Linked DNA regions of Bos taurus: region 2 is linked to region 1. A link is a contact called in public Hi-C data. All regions are on one chromosome and are shown on one strand. Each heading gives the region's core, a stretch centred on a gene start, on an enhancer-like site or on the middle of the called end of the contact. The rest is flanking DNA. Distances are from core to core; before and after follow the strand shown.

Region 1 (7,364 bases), core at 1,273-3,772:
AAACTATAGAAGATGAGATCTGGTAAAATAACTGTGACACTCCAACATACTTATAGACACTTTAGAAAAATGAAAAAAGGTACCATGAACTGAATGTGTCCTTCCCGTCCAATACCCCAAATTCGTTAGTTGGAGCCCAATGTGATGGAGTGGTGATATTTGGAGGTGGGACCTTTAAGGAGGAAATTCGTGCCCATGCTCAGTCCTGTCTGACTCAGTGAGCCCGCCAGACTCCACTGTCCATGGGATTTTCCAGCCAAGAATCCTGGAGTGAGTTGCCATTTCCTACTCCATGGGATCTTCCCAACACAGGGATCCAACCTGCTTTTCTTGGGTCTCCTGCATTGGCGGACAGATTCTTTACCACTGAGCAACCTGGAAGCAAGGAGGAAATTAGAGTTAAATTAGGTGGGCTCTCATGATGGGAACAGTGACAGACTTTATTTTCTTGGGCTCCAAAATCACTGCAGATGATGACTGCAGCCATGAAATTAAAAGACACTTGCTCCTTGGAAGAAAAGCTATGACCAACTGAGACAGCGTATTAAGAGACAGAGACATTACTTTGCTGACAAAGGTCCGTCTAGTCAAAGCTATGGTTTTTCCAGTGGTCATGTATGGATGTGAGAGTTGGACCATAAAGAAGGTTGAGCACCAAAGAATTGATGCTTTTGAACTGTGGTGTTGGAGAAGACTCTTGAGAGTCCCTTGGACTACAAGGAGATCCAACCATCAATCCTAAAGGAAATCAGTCCTGAATATTCATTGGAGGGACTGATGCTGAGGCTGAATTCCACTACTTTGGCCACCTAATGTGAAGAGCCAACTCACTGGAAAAGACCTTGATGCTGGGAAAGATTGAAGGCAGGAGGAGAAGGAGACAACAGAGGTTGAGATGGTTGGATGGCATCACCGACTCAATGGACATGAGTTTAAGCAAGCTTCGGGAGTTGGTGAAGGACAGGGAAGCCTGGTGTGTTGCAGTCCACGGGGTAGCAAAGAGTCAACATGACTGAGTGACTGAACAATAACAACTCATGATGGGATTAATGCCCTGCTGAAAAGGAAGCTGCAGGAAATCTCTCCCTCCTGTCTCTCCCTCTCCCCCGCCCCCTCCCTGCACTCATGTTCCAAAGGGCCACGTGAGGACCTAATGGGAAGATGGCCGTCTGTCAACCAGGAAGAAGCCTCTCGTCAGGAACCAAATCAGCTGGCACCTTGATCTTGAATTTCCCAGCCTCTAGAAGCGTGAGAAACAAGGTTTGTTGTTTAAACCTCCTGGTCTATGGTATTTTGTTATAGCAGCCAGAGCCAACTGATTTCAGAAGCCTTCCCCAGCTAGCTGGTTTTACTGACACGGCTTAGAAACTGTAGAGATCATATGATAATCTTTATGTGTAGTAGGCAGACCCTATTTGTTGATGTCAGCACTTGCCCAGAACCAAATAGATTTCTACTGTGATTGTCTACTGTGAACACCTACTGTGTTCAAAAGGTCAAAAGCTTCATGTTAGACAAAGGTCAAATTCCACCTCCATGAAAGCTCTCAATTTTTAGACTGTCAAAGTCTCTAGGAAAAAAAAAAAAAAAATCCCAGCTTGGAATTAAACACCTGGAAAATCAGCAGACTTTCAACAGCTATAACTTTCCACACTGCTATCTTCAGCCCTCCGGGGTTACTTCTTTCATTTACTATTTGGGAACTAAAGTTGAAATCTGGGTTTCCCAAGTGCTAACTTTTTTTTTTTTTAATCAAGACAACAATAAAAACATAAATAGTGACTAGAGTAGCATTTGCTAAAGGCTCAAAGGAGAGTACAAATAAAAATATTTGATATAGGAATTTAGAGGAAGGGGAAAAAATGAAGTTAAATTGCAAGAAGGAAAAAAACTGATGCAGGACTAGCCATCGATACAGCCCAGCTGAGAGATTGCACCAAAGTGGAGTGGTAGTGGTGACTATGTGAATAAAAAAAAAATGAAGATGCATTAATAAGCAAGAGAGATATTCACACACACAAAACATCACACCTTAGTGCCTAACTGGATACTGAGCTGTGATCCTGGAGGAATCCAAAATGATGGAGATCAAAACTTCAAAAATCTAAGTGACTGGAAATGTTTGTATTAACAGAGGAAGGTAGAAAGAGAAAAGACCCATTGGTAGATGGGGGGAGACACGGAATTGGGTGATTCTGATTTTTTACCTGCTGAGCTTGAGGTGACAGTTGTATTTATGACAAAAGGCAGGCGCTGGTCATGTCTGCCTCCCTTGCTATGGTATTCCTTGGTTCTCTGTTGGCTTTTGCACTCAGCCTCACACTGACTAGATCCAGATGTGAAGTTAACTCTTAACAAGCTGAGTAACTGAGCTTTAGCAGCTGGTTGACTAATCCCCCCCCAACCCTCCTCAAAAACTTTAAAGTGGAGGCCGCCCCACCAAAATATTTAAGCAGTGCTTTGTCAAAGTGTGGCAATTTCTGCTTACACAACAGACCAGACCTAGGGTCAACCCTCCCCCCATTCATGAAGGCAAGAGCTGTCCCTTGTTCTGTTTGAACCGGAAGACCAGGAGTCATTAACCAGTCCTCAAATGGAGAAGCTGGTCACCAGGAAGTGGGTCCCAGCAGCGCCTTAGGGGGCAGCTGAGTTTTGGGGTGGGAGCCACAATCCCTTACCCAGATAATAAGTACCTTTCTTGAAGGATATGTGTGTTTGTTTATTCAGATTGCCATCATCAAAAGGTTTATCTCAATGAGGCTTTATTTTGAAGTAGTATAGATTTGCCTTACTCAAGAAAATTAAGCTGAATTTCAAAAAGCAGTAAACCGACAAAGACATTAATTCTATTTGACTCTACTAACAAAATGCTTGTTTCTTTTTAAAAAAATATCTTGAAAAGCATTCCAAACACAGAGAGAGATTTTAATGTTTTAATTTAATACATTAAGAAGGTGCATACATACCACCTGGATACAACAAATGCCATTTTTGCTTCAGTGTTTTAAAAGGAAATTAAATGTAATATATATATTTGATGTTCCTTGTCTACCTTTTCAGCTTCCATCCCTTTCCCTAATTTCTCAGAAGTTATTGCTATTCTAAAATTGGCATATTTTGTGTGTACATTTGTTATACTTTTACCAAAGGCATATGTCTCTATGTCTATTATGTAATGTTATTTTGTATGTTTGTTAACTGCATATAATTGGCATCACATGTTTATCATTTGCTATTTTTATGTGTCACAATGTATTTATTCTGCCACTAGATGACCTTTAGGCTGTTTTTCCCTGGAATGACCATTTTGTATATGTTTCCCTGTATGTGGGAGTTTCTCTAAAGGATCTTAGTAGACATGGAATTGCTGGATTTCACAAAATGTACCTCTTTAACCAGAGAGGACCAGCTTATACCTAGAAATAATTACCCAAAGGACACTTCTCCCAACATCATATGAGAACTCCTAACTCTCCACATTTGTTATACTTTATCATTTTGTCACCTAATTGAGACAGGATGCGACCTGGGACCCTTTACTGGAGGGTCAAATGTCCTGGACAAACATCTCCTAGAGCAACAGAATGCAAAGAAATAATGAGGGGCTGGAAAAACCTGCATGCACGCATGGCCGGGACAGTTATGAACAATAAGAGGCAAAAAGGCCAAGTGCCATTTCCGAGGCGCCATGAGCAAAAGCAGGGTACCGTGCATGATCCCTGCACACAGCTCCACCAAGGCAGTAGGCAGACCACCCAAACCACCCTTTTCCGCCTGATCTACCAATCCGCCCCTGCCCTCATCGCATTTTAAGGAACCACCCCACCCTCCTCAGGTAGCGCTATGAACAAGGGCACCTGTTTTTGGTTTTCGTTCTCTCTTGCTGCAGCATGAGTCCCAACAAAGCCTTGCCTGAATTTCTCATATGGCCTCTTATCGGTCTCTATTGATTCAAGAATCCAAGAGTCCAGGTTAGTAACACAATGGGTATCTTCATGTTCATTCTCTGATAGTCAAGCTTCTTTCAAAATGGCCAAGCTCTCCTAGGTCAGCTAGAAGTTTACCTGCCTCTCATCTGCCAATTAAGACTGTGTTCCACAAAGGGATGTAAGAGTCAGGCAATGGACAGAGACTGTCAGAAGACTTGACTTGTCACTAAGCTTCTTTTCTTCTGTGGAAACCATGCAACTTTTCTATGCCTCTCTGTTTCCTTGGCCATAAAATGATGCGTAGAGGCCACCTGTTCTACAGTTATCCCCTACCCTGATACTACTACCAGGCTTTTGTTTTTGAGAACTGAAACACTGGCTGTTACACTTATTTCTGTTCATATTCTTCTTCTTCTTTTTTGAAATCTAATTTGGACTGTAACATTCCCTTTTTAGGTACAGAGGTCTCTTTTGCAATAAAACGCAGATCCTGCTCCTGCTAAGCATCTTTTTCTGGGACAGGGAATAAGTTAGAAAATTTTAACAACCCAAAGTCTTCTAGGACTTTGAGAAAGGCTGGAATGATTTCTTTCCTGTCATTTCTTCATGACTTACTTCTTTGGGTGATGCTTTTGAAAACACATTGGTCACTATTCGGTAAAAATGTTAAAATGATCCATAACATGATATTATTGGAAAATGACCAGATCATTTCAAAGGTGGCTGGAATGTTAAATGCCATGATCTTTATTCAAAAATACTTTTAAAATCCTGTTTGATGCTCTTGATGTGAATAGTCTGTTTTGTTATAAAAACAAAGTTGCATTTTTTTTTCCAGATAACTCATTTCAACTACTCCTGAGACAGATGGCCTCTGAAAACAATCATTTTTAAAATAATGTTGAGACTTCCCTGGTTGTCCAGTGACTAAGACGCTGGCTCCCAATACAAAGGGCCTGGGTTCGATCCCTGGACAGGGAACTAGATCCTGCATGCCTCAACAAAGACTGAAGATCCCATGTGCTGCAACTAAGACCCAGCACTGCCAAATGAGTAAATAAAAAATATTTCGAAAAATAAAATAATAGGCTTAAAAAATTGTTTTACCAGGTCTAGTAGTTTTCCAGTGTCATCTTTTGTTTTACATGAAAGAAAAAACTCTTCTTGGTTTATTAAAAAAACATTTTTCATTAGATGGCCTCAGTTTTGTTTTAATATTTGCGTAAGCATAGTCAGATGGCAAAGTAAGCCGGCACTTTGCCTTGTGTTTATTTGAATCACTCTCCTCCAGGGTCAAACCCTAAGAGAAAATAGCCCAGAATTCTGCAGACAAGGTTTCTTTCCTGAGATACTGCAGAGAAGCGATCTGTGAGATAGTACTGTTACCCAGTGAACGCAGACTGAAATCCAAAAGACTAATTTCAGCACTTGCAAAAAAAATCAAGAGCATTTGCTTTTACAATTTCTTCTTAGCATTAAGTTTTCCATAGAAACGTTAGCCATGACAGAGCTTTGAAACCTCCCCAGAGCCTTCAGAGAAGAGCTGACAGCTGGAATGTGAACTCAGAACCACTCTCCTGCACACCACATATTTTTGTTTTAATCTTCACCTTCTACCATTAACAGATATTTACTTATTACATTTGGTGATATTTATATATTGATGGCACCAACTGCTTTGTATTAAAACTCTCTTTTTCAGTCTTGCTGGCCTCAGATCAACCTCACTGAAACTCCTCGCTTCCTTCTTCCAGCTCTGCCACAGCCCCTTCCACCTGGTGTCAGTACCTCCAGCTGCCCCACTCCAATCCATCCTATTATCTGCTGCAAGATTCCTCTTCCCTAAATTCTGTTGCATCATGCTGCTCCCACGCCCTAAAACTTTGAGCTCTCAATTACTTCTCTGATAATATCCAGTCCTCTTATGCCCACCTTCAGTGACCTCTATGATCTGAAACCAGCTTCAAAGTTCCCACCCTCACTCAGCCTCATGTACCACCCCCATTTCCCTTGTTCTTGCCTGTCCTTCAGAAATAGACATTCTGCATCCAACTCTTACCCATTTTTTCAAGGTCCACCTCAAACCATATGTTCAAATGCTATCATCTTCCTTGACCATTCTGGTTTACAGTGATTTTCCTCCCACCTCTAAATACATTAAAAAAAGAAAAAAAAAAGTCCCTCAGTCATGCCTGACTCTTTGTAGCCTGCCAGGTTTGTCTATCCATGTTGATTCTCCAGGTGAGAATACTGGAGTGGGTTGCCATGCTCTCCTCCAGGGGATCTTCCTGATCTAGGGATCAAACCCAGGTCTCCTGCACTGCAGGTGCTGAGCCACCAGCTGCTGCTGCTGCTGCTAAGTCGTTTCAGTTGTGTCCGATCCTGTGCGACCCCATAGACGGAGCCACCAGGGAAACCCTTAAATACATAGACTACCCACTTATTTGGGTCCTAAATCATACACTCATCCTGAAAATTGATAATGTGTGAGTAAGGGCTTAATTGTTAGTACTTAATACATGGAATCATTGAGATGAAATGAACTTGAAATATCCAATTCAGCATGTCCAGAAACACAGGAAATTCCCCTTGAATATGCCCCTGTCTGGCTGAACGCTGACGGAGTGCTGTGCCTCAAAATGTGATTATTTCACCTGTGAACTGCTCTTATAAGAAGGGGCCTCTGCTTTTTAGGGAGAAAGCTCCCACTCAACCCATTCTAACCCGCTGAGAATCTCATGACTCCAGGGGAAAAAAAAGAGAGAAGAGTGGGATAGAATCCCCTTGCTCTTCCATCAGAACACATTCCCCTGAAGCCAACTGAGATCCCTCCTGCTTTTTTTCTACCATCACAGGGCAGCTTGTTAGAAATGCAGATTCATGAGCCCTGTTCCAGACCCAACTGAACTGGAAGCTCTGAGGATGGGGCCCTGGAATCTGAGTTTCCACACGTTTGAGAAGGAACCAGCTGGCCACCCTGATCTTCGCAGACTTAAAAACGCTTAGTGTCACTATGCCACCTTTTCTCCAACAAAATCATCTCTTGTATCTCCACTTAGGTTGTTTTATTTGACCAGCCATCTGGTCAACCCATACATTCCACGTTTGACAAGCACATGAGGTCACCAGTATAGAAGAGTTCCACATGCCTCCAAATCTTTTCACTCCGAGACACACAGAAAAACAGCTCCAGGTGACTGCATTTAAAAAAAAAAAAAAACAAACACTAAAAACCAAACTTTAAAAACTGCCACATGCAGTTTAATTTCCTTAAAAGCTTAGCCGGAAAAGGTTTTTGTGGTGTCGACCCCAGCTGGGCTGGGCCATAGTTCTGTACTTGGGGGAGGGGAGCGGGCCGAAGGTGAGCCCAGGATGGGCTTTTTTTGTGGTTTTGAGTGGTTGCTCGGGGAGTGTTTATCTTTTCCCTCCAACAGA
Region 2 (7,364 bases), core at 2,473-4,972, 180 kb after region 1:
AACCGAGTGTTCCATGTATAATCTCATGAAATTCCTCAACCCAAAGAAACATACCATTCCCATTTTGTGGCTGAGGAACCAAGGTTCAAAGACACTTGGAACTTTCCTGAGGTTACCTAACTAATGACACCACTAAATGGATGGGATGTTTTTATTGCATAATTTGGATTGTTCAAGGCTATCAACCAAAGATTCTCAGAAACCAACCTAGGGTCAAACAAAACTATATTTATTTAAACTCAGAAAAAAGGCCAAGAAAAAAGGCATACCCGTGGAGCTGTAAGAAAGAGGAAATAGGAGTTTAGTAGAGATTTGAACTTGTACTGAGCGATTCTAATAAGGATTTAGGAAGCAAGAACCAGTTATCTTTGGGGTGTTACCAGGAAAGTGAAAGTGAAGTCACTCAGTCTTGTCTGACTCTTTGCGACCCCATGGACTGTAGCCTGCTAGACTCCTCTGTCCGTGGGATTCTCCAGGCAAGAATACTGGAGTGGGTTGCCATCTCCTTCTCCAGGGGATCTTCCCGACCCAGGGATCAAACTCCAGTCTCCCACATTGCAAGCAGACTCTTTACCATCTGAGCCACCAGGGAAGTCTAAAATGTGAAAGTCGCTCAGTCGTGTCTGACTCTTTGTGACCCCATGGACTATACAGTCCATGAAATTCTCCAGGCCAGAATACTGGAGTGGGTAGCCTTTCCCTTCTGCAAGAGATCTTCCCAATCCAGGGATTGAACCCAGGTCGCCCGCATTGCAAGCGGATTCTTTACCAGCTGAGCCACCAGGGAAGCCCAAGAATACTGGAGTGGGTAGCCCATCCCTTCTCCAGCGGATCTTCCCAACCCAGGAATCGAACCAGGGTCTCCCACATTGCAGGCGAATTCTTTACCAGCTGAGCCACCAGGGAAGCCCAAGAATACTAGAGTGGGTAGTTCATACCTTCTCCAGCAGATCTTCCCGACATAGGAATCGAACTGGTATCTCCTGCATTGCAGGTGGATTCTTTACCAACTGAGCCACCAGGGAAGCCCAATACTAATGGTGTTATCAGCAAGTAGGATCAATTTGGTGTCTTAATTTTTAGGAGGTGAGAATATTCACTGGGGGCCAGATTGCCATAGTCAAGAAATAAGTCACCCGTCTTATTTGGAAGAGGACTATGTTAGTCACTTTATGGTGTTGAGGGTCCTCAGCCCTGACATGATTGAGGATTGTCTCCATTTTGGCCTCCATGTTCACAGAGTGGCCGTGTCTGAGAACCGTTTGTGTTCCACAAACGTTGCTGATGCTGAGTTAGCCTCAGACACTACCTCATGGCTGTGAATTCTCTCCCTATGCTTTTCCTCTCTTCGCATGCCCTTCCCCCTCCCTCTCTTCCCCTCCCCGCCTTTTCCTTTCTTCTCTGCATGCCCTTCAGATCCTCTCGCCTCCCTCTAGTTATTTCACAGTGGTTAGCTAATTTCTTTCCTCTGAAGAGTAATCCCCTGGTCATCAGGTCCTGTGCTCTGCCCTTGGCGGGTTATGGCATGGGGAAGGTGTTCAGATCCACAGAGATTTCATCTTGAATCCCAGCTCAGCCCCTCAACAGATGTTTGACTTTAGGCAAATCACTTCATCTTTGTTGCCTAGGGTTCCTCATCTCTCAAAAAGGTGGGAATAATAACTACGCTGCAGAGTATTTGGAAAATTAGAGATAATTTATGTAAAGTGCTTGACACACACAGTCCAATCTCAGTAAATAATGGCCACTATCAAAAACGTATAAATATTTGCAAAATTTTAATTTTCTTATGCTTTATAATTTCTAACAGCAAGAAAAATAGTTTTTGTTAAATCAACCATTAGATTGTAGAAGCTCACAGAATATGGGAAGAGCTAGACTTTGTGAATGTGATAATACACCATTGGGAGTTAATTATGATGAAACTTGCTGTACTTACTTTTCCTTTTATTCAAAGTGAAAAATACGATATATAACATTATGGTATACATTTAACTAATGAAATATATGATTATTTTAAAGCTGTCAGCAGTATATACCTGATAAAACTTCATAAGATAGCAGCAAGAATATTTTATTTATAGACTGTGTAGACAATAATGGCTGGCTAATTAGAACTGTAGGAATGGAAAATGGAGCCTTTTATTATATGGGTAGAAAAAGGTCTTGTAAAATATTTCCACTGAAAGTTTGCTTATTGTACAAGGCCAAGGTTAGCATTAAATTATAGAAGGAATAAATACTAAAATTAGCTCTGAATCATGGAGTGTTTTTTTGTTTTCATCTTTGTATTTTTCTATATTTTCCAGTTTTTTTTTTTTTTAAACAGAAATCATATTACAGTTGTGATCTGGCAGAACCAGAAACCACACACAAAAAAAGACATCTAGTCTTGTAAAAATCCTTTTTTTCCAGAAGTTACTATTGCCCTCAACCTTGGTTGCCACAGTCTTGACACTGAGTGTGTGTGTGTGTGGGCACACACATGTGCTCATGCATGTGCACACGTCTCATAAAACATCCTTAGGCGTGCTAGACAGTAAATGGTCTTTGGGAGTCTAGTTCAGAATTACCTCAAACGTGTGAATTCTGGAGACTGGACTGGTCCGTCCCAAATGGTTGGAGTGTTGCTGAGAAAGTCTCATCTCCTTTACGGGTTGCTTTATGTGAGCGTTCATGGCACTGTTCTAGGAGAAACAGAATTGAAAGCGTCCTGCTAATGGAAGCAGTGGCCACTTTCTTACCTCCTTTTTGTGTGCTCCCCTCTTCTCCGCCCCATCAGAAGTCGGGCCTTCACTTTCGGCACACAGATAACACCGTGCAGTGGTTAAGAGCCATGGAGTCCATCGGTCTACCCAAGGTAAGCTTGGACTGGGAAGACAGCAGGGCTGGCACGGACACCTCACTGTGGGAGGGGGCTCGCAGAATGGGGTATCTTAACGCTGCAGATGCCCTCATTGCCTCGGGAGCGAGAAATGTGAGAACTAAACAAATACATGGAAAAGCACGCGTAAAGTAACATATGGCAAGAGTTCAGGTTGGGAGCAGCTAGGTAAAGTTCAGCAAGGTCAGAACAGCTTTACCTGGTAGATAATTAATTTAGAAGCACCATCTCCCTCTTTTGTATTGCTATTTATACCTAAGATTCCAAGTCTCTTTGCATTGTTATATATTGTATCATTATAAATTTAAGTAAATATTATTATAAATTATAGTATCACTTTAAAGTTTAATGGCTAGCGAGTCAGAGCTCTTACTCCTAAAATAGATCTCCCAAATAAAACTCATTCTGCAAATATTCAGAACTTGTTAAATTCAAAGAGCAGATGCCCTTATACCTGTGAGACAGATTAGACAAGTAGAGGAGATGAGAAAATAATTACATGTGATAGAAATTGTAGAGCTATTTCTTAAACTTCTGATTTTGAAATAATTTTACCATCACAGGAAGTTGCAAAAATAGTACATCTTTGTGTAAACTTCATTCAGGTTCCCCTCATGGTGACATCTCATAACTGTAGTACAGAATTAAATTGGCGTTGGCGTATGAATGTTAACTAGACTCAGACTTTGTTCAGTGTTCACCAGTGAGCATTCATGTGTGTGTGTGTGTGTGTGTGTGTGTGTGTGTGTGTGTGTGTGTGCGCGCGCGCGTGTGGGTGTAGTTCAATCCATGAACAGACTTCTGTGACCTCTACCAGAATCAAGATACAGATGCTGCAGAGAGGCTGGCCTCTACCTCACTTCCCTTCTCCAGCGCTGTCCCCTGGCAGGCCCCTAATCTGTTCTCATCTCTATAGTTTTGTCATTTTGAGAATGTTATAGAAATGGAATCATACGGTAGGTAACCTTTTGAGACTGACTTTTTCACTAAGCATAATGCCCTTGCCATCCGTAAGGTTTCCATGTGTATCAGTAGCTCCCCTTTTTGAACTGCTTACTTAGTAAGTCCAGCTATTTTAAAGAAATTATTTAAAAATGGTCCAGCAAGGGGATAGACTACTGACTTATTTAGGCCTGTGTTGTTTTTAGTATTAATCCAGGTTTGCAATTAAAAACACCCCCACAATAAAAACAAAGAATTCCTTATGAATGCCTATTTTTAATACATTTGTGCCAATACCTGTTTTAACTCAGTTCATTTTATCTTGCAATGGTCAATGTTGATCTATTTTATTTTGCCATTTTTAATTAAACTACTTTCCCCTCTCCTAAAATGTTGAGAACATTGAATGCTATACCTTTCTGGGAAGTGGTTATCATACAGAATTCATATTTCTAAATTGTGATTTAGTAAGTATTAGCAGAGTGTTGAGTGGTAACCAGATTAAAAAAGAAAGAAATTCAAATGCCGTTTTTCTGTATGAGGCTGTATATGTTAGTTAGGATAATTTTATTATGTTTGAAAGATTTGATTTAAACCTTCTCAAGTTGTGTGTGTTTTGGCCACATTTATTTTGATTTTAAGCCAAACAAGTGATCCATGCAACAGATTCTATTTTAATCCTGATGTTTATTATGAAATCAGTGATATATTACATTGCAGTAATGAGAAGCCAACAGTATACTGAATTGACTTAGATGTATTAATAAATTCCTTCATGCATCAATATGAGCTGCCCACTCTGTGCTCAGCTTCATGTTACACACTGGGGTTTCAATGCTGAAGAAAATGGTGAACTATAAGTTGATCCCATCTCCTTGATAAAGGAAGACATATTCATAATGGTTTTCCAAGAGAGATACCAGTATAAAAGTTTCTTGTTTAAAGAAGAGGGGAAGTTACAGTTGTCATCTGCTTACCTGGTAGAACTTTTAAACCTGGTCATATTCTAAATGGGGAATCCTCTTCCCATTGATACTTTAACAGCAAATGTATTAAAGGAAACTTAGAAAGACCTTTGAAATTTCATAGACTATAGATATTTCTTGAAGCACTCAGTGACTATACATTTTATAGTTCAAGAAACTTTGCTTTTCTCTTGGCTTCTTTCAGTGTCCAATAGAAAGTGTGCTTGAGTGTCAAGTTCTACCATATGGTATGCAATTTTAGTTTTTATGTCAAATTTTATAAAATATTTACCAAAAGCAAGTAATGCCAATATGCTTCTCTTAGGAGCTTCAATCCTAATTATTCATTTTTGGTGCCATATTCTGAAATCTGTTTCTTATTAGGTTTTTAGTTTCAAGCTCAAAAAGCATATCAAGGTGCATTAAAAGTTTTAGTGTTCAGATTTTTCAATCTACTACCTCCATTCATAGATGGTTATCCAAAAGAAGTAATCAGGTGCGCAGAAAAAGCAGGGATGTTTTTTGTAGTGACTATAATAGGGACAAATTTGGGGGAAAAAACGTTCAACCATGGAGAACTGGTTAAATTATGGTTCAAAAATATGAAGGAATCCTATGGATCCTTAGAAGTAATGTTCTTATAGACTAATGAAGGGAATGGAAAACAATCATGCTCTGTCAAGTGTTTTAAACAGGCTTATAATACTTGCAATTTGGTTTTCAAATACCCACATGCTGCTAAGTCGCTTCAGTCATGTCTGACTCTGTGCGACCCCATAGACGGCAGCCCACCGGGCTCCCCCATCCCTGGGATTCTCCAGGCAAGAACACTGGAGTGGGGTGCCATTTCCTTCTCCAATGCATGAAAGTGAAAAGTGAAAGTGAAGTCTCTTAGTCGTGTCCGACTCTTAGCGACCCCATGGACTTCAGCCCACCAGGCTCCTCCGTCCATGGGATTTTCCAGGCAAGAGTACTGGAGTGGGATGCTATTGCCTTCTCCAAATACCCACATACATAAATGTAAAAAAAACAAAAACAAAAAAAAACCCAGAGACATACAGATAAAAGACTTGAAGAAAATATACCAAAATGCTAATAGTGACAGTCTGGAGGTAGGTTTATAAGTGTTTTTCTTTCATACTTTATCTACTGTCCAGATTTTAATCGGTAAAAATGGATGTTTTTTTCTCCTTAAAGTAGTAACATGGATATGTGTGTGTGTTGTATGTATATACATAAATGTTTACAGAACTGTGTAGCCAAGTTCTTAACCGTGTAATAAAATGATTTCAAAAGGACACCCTTCTCAGGCCAGGGGACCCCTGGGCAGTCACAGGAGTGACTCTGGTACAGAAAGCAAAGCCTGCACGGGCTCATGCCTTGTGGAGTGAAGCTGCCACCCAGCCCTGTGGACAAAGCCTTCCTGAAGTGGCTGACTGTGAATCTCCGTTGAGCCACTAGGAGGCGCTGTCAGGCAGGGACCTGATGCAGTGATTGGTCCACATAGAAAACATGAGGCACAACTGAGATTCCCCTTCATTTAAATAAATACAGAGCAGCAAGGACAATCAAAAGAGGGTCATTTGGGGAGTTAAAATAATTGTAAAAAGCGGCACCTAATAAATACATTTTTCCCTTTTGTTTTCCAGATATTCTACCCGGAAACAACAGATGTCTATGACCGGAAAAACATACCAAGAATGATATATTGCATTCATGCACTGAGGTGGGGAAAAAAATACAATTAAAAATCTAGAAAGTAAATTTAAATAAAACCACAGTTTCAATTTTAAAAGAGCTCTTTTTCCTCTTTTTAGAGAGCGCTCTTTAAAAAAATAATAATCTGAACTTTTATTTTTAAGACTGAGTTCTAAATTTGCTGGTAAAAAATTAAGATAATTGTCGTATAACAATACTTGAACTTGAAAAACATTTTTCCTCTTTTTTAAAATCCCATTTCAAAATAGAAAACCAGAAAAATGAATGAAAGACCTGTGAGTATAATAAGGAGAAAAATTTAACAGAAATTTCTAGGAACCTAATAATAATGTGCTTTCATAGTCTTGAGTTATACTACTTTACAAATATAGCTACTTTACAAACTACTTACTACTACTTTACAAACACATCAAATGAGCAGCTTTAATGGTTATACATTTGATTGTGATACTCTTAAAATCATTAGTTTGGCTCAATTCTTACCATAGATTAATAAAATGAACTATAAAAAAAAATCTTTTGAACTTTGGTTCAGTAGAACTTGTACCATAAAGGTAAAGAAGAAACTAAAATTAGTCAAATCATGATACATTCATTTTTTAAAGCATTTGTTTGCTATCTTAACATTTTTGAGGGCTTCCCTGGTGGCTCAGATGGTAAAGAATCTACCTGCGATATAGGAGACCCAGGTTTGATCCCTAGGTTGGGAATTTTTTTTTCATGTTAAGCTTCTACCAGTCACAGAGTATTTCTTACCTTACTGGAAGAAATGTGATTTTTAGATGGTTGCAAAAATGATTCTAAAAATCCAATTTGTGGCTGTTGTCTTGAGTGCACACAGGTAATGACTGAAA

The links. A called contact is a pair of places that touch in the nucleus more often than the background predicts.
Region 2: a Hi-C map of liver shows a contact between it and region 1, with 4 times the contacts expected there. The contact joins two enhancer-like sites.

The regions. Positions count from the first base shown.
Region 1 is chr10:7,617,714-7,625,077 of ARS-UCD2.0, forward strand. No RefSeq gene overlaps it. Among named protein-coding and RNA genes, the nearest start is that of IQGAP2, 4.1 kb to the right of the region's middle. Within about 2 kb of position 2,523, at least 4 of the 102 cell types and tissues checked have an H3K27ac peak or open chromatin away from gene starts, as enhancers often do. A contact at or near this core is called in liver, where this site is marked.
Region 2 is chr10:7,793,134-7,800,497 of ARS-UCD2.0, forward strand. It overlaps IQGAP2 (IQ motif containing GTPase activating protein 2), which reads left to right. Exons shown (of 35, transcript XM_059890756.1): 4 at 2,783-2,860; 5 at 6,441-6,517. Among named protein-coding and RNA genes, the nearest start is that of F2RL2, 58 kb to the right of the region's middle. Within about 2 kb of position 3,723, at least 4 of the 102 cell types and tissues checked have an H3K27ac peak or open chromatin away from gene starts, as enhancers often do. A contact at or near this core is called in liver, where this site is marked.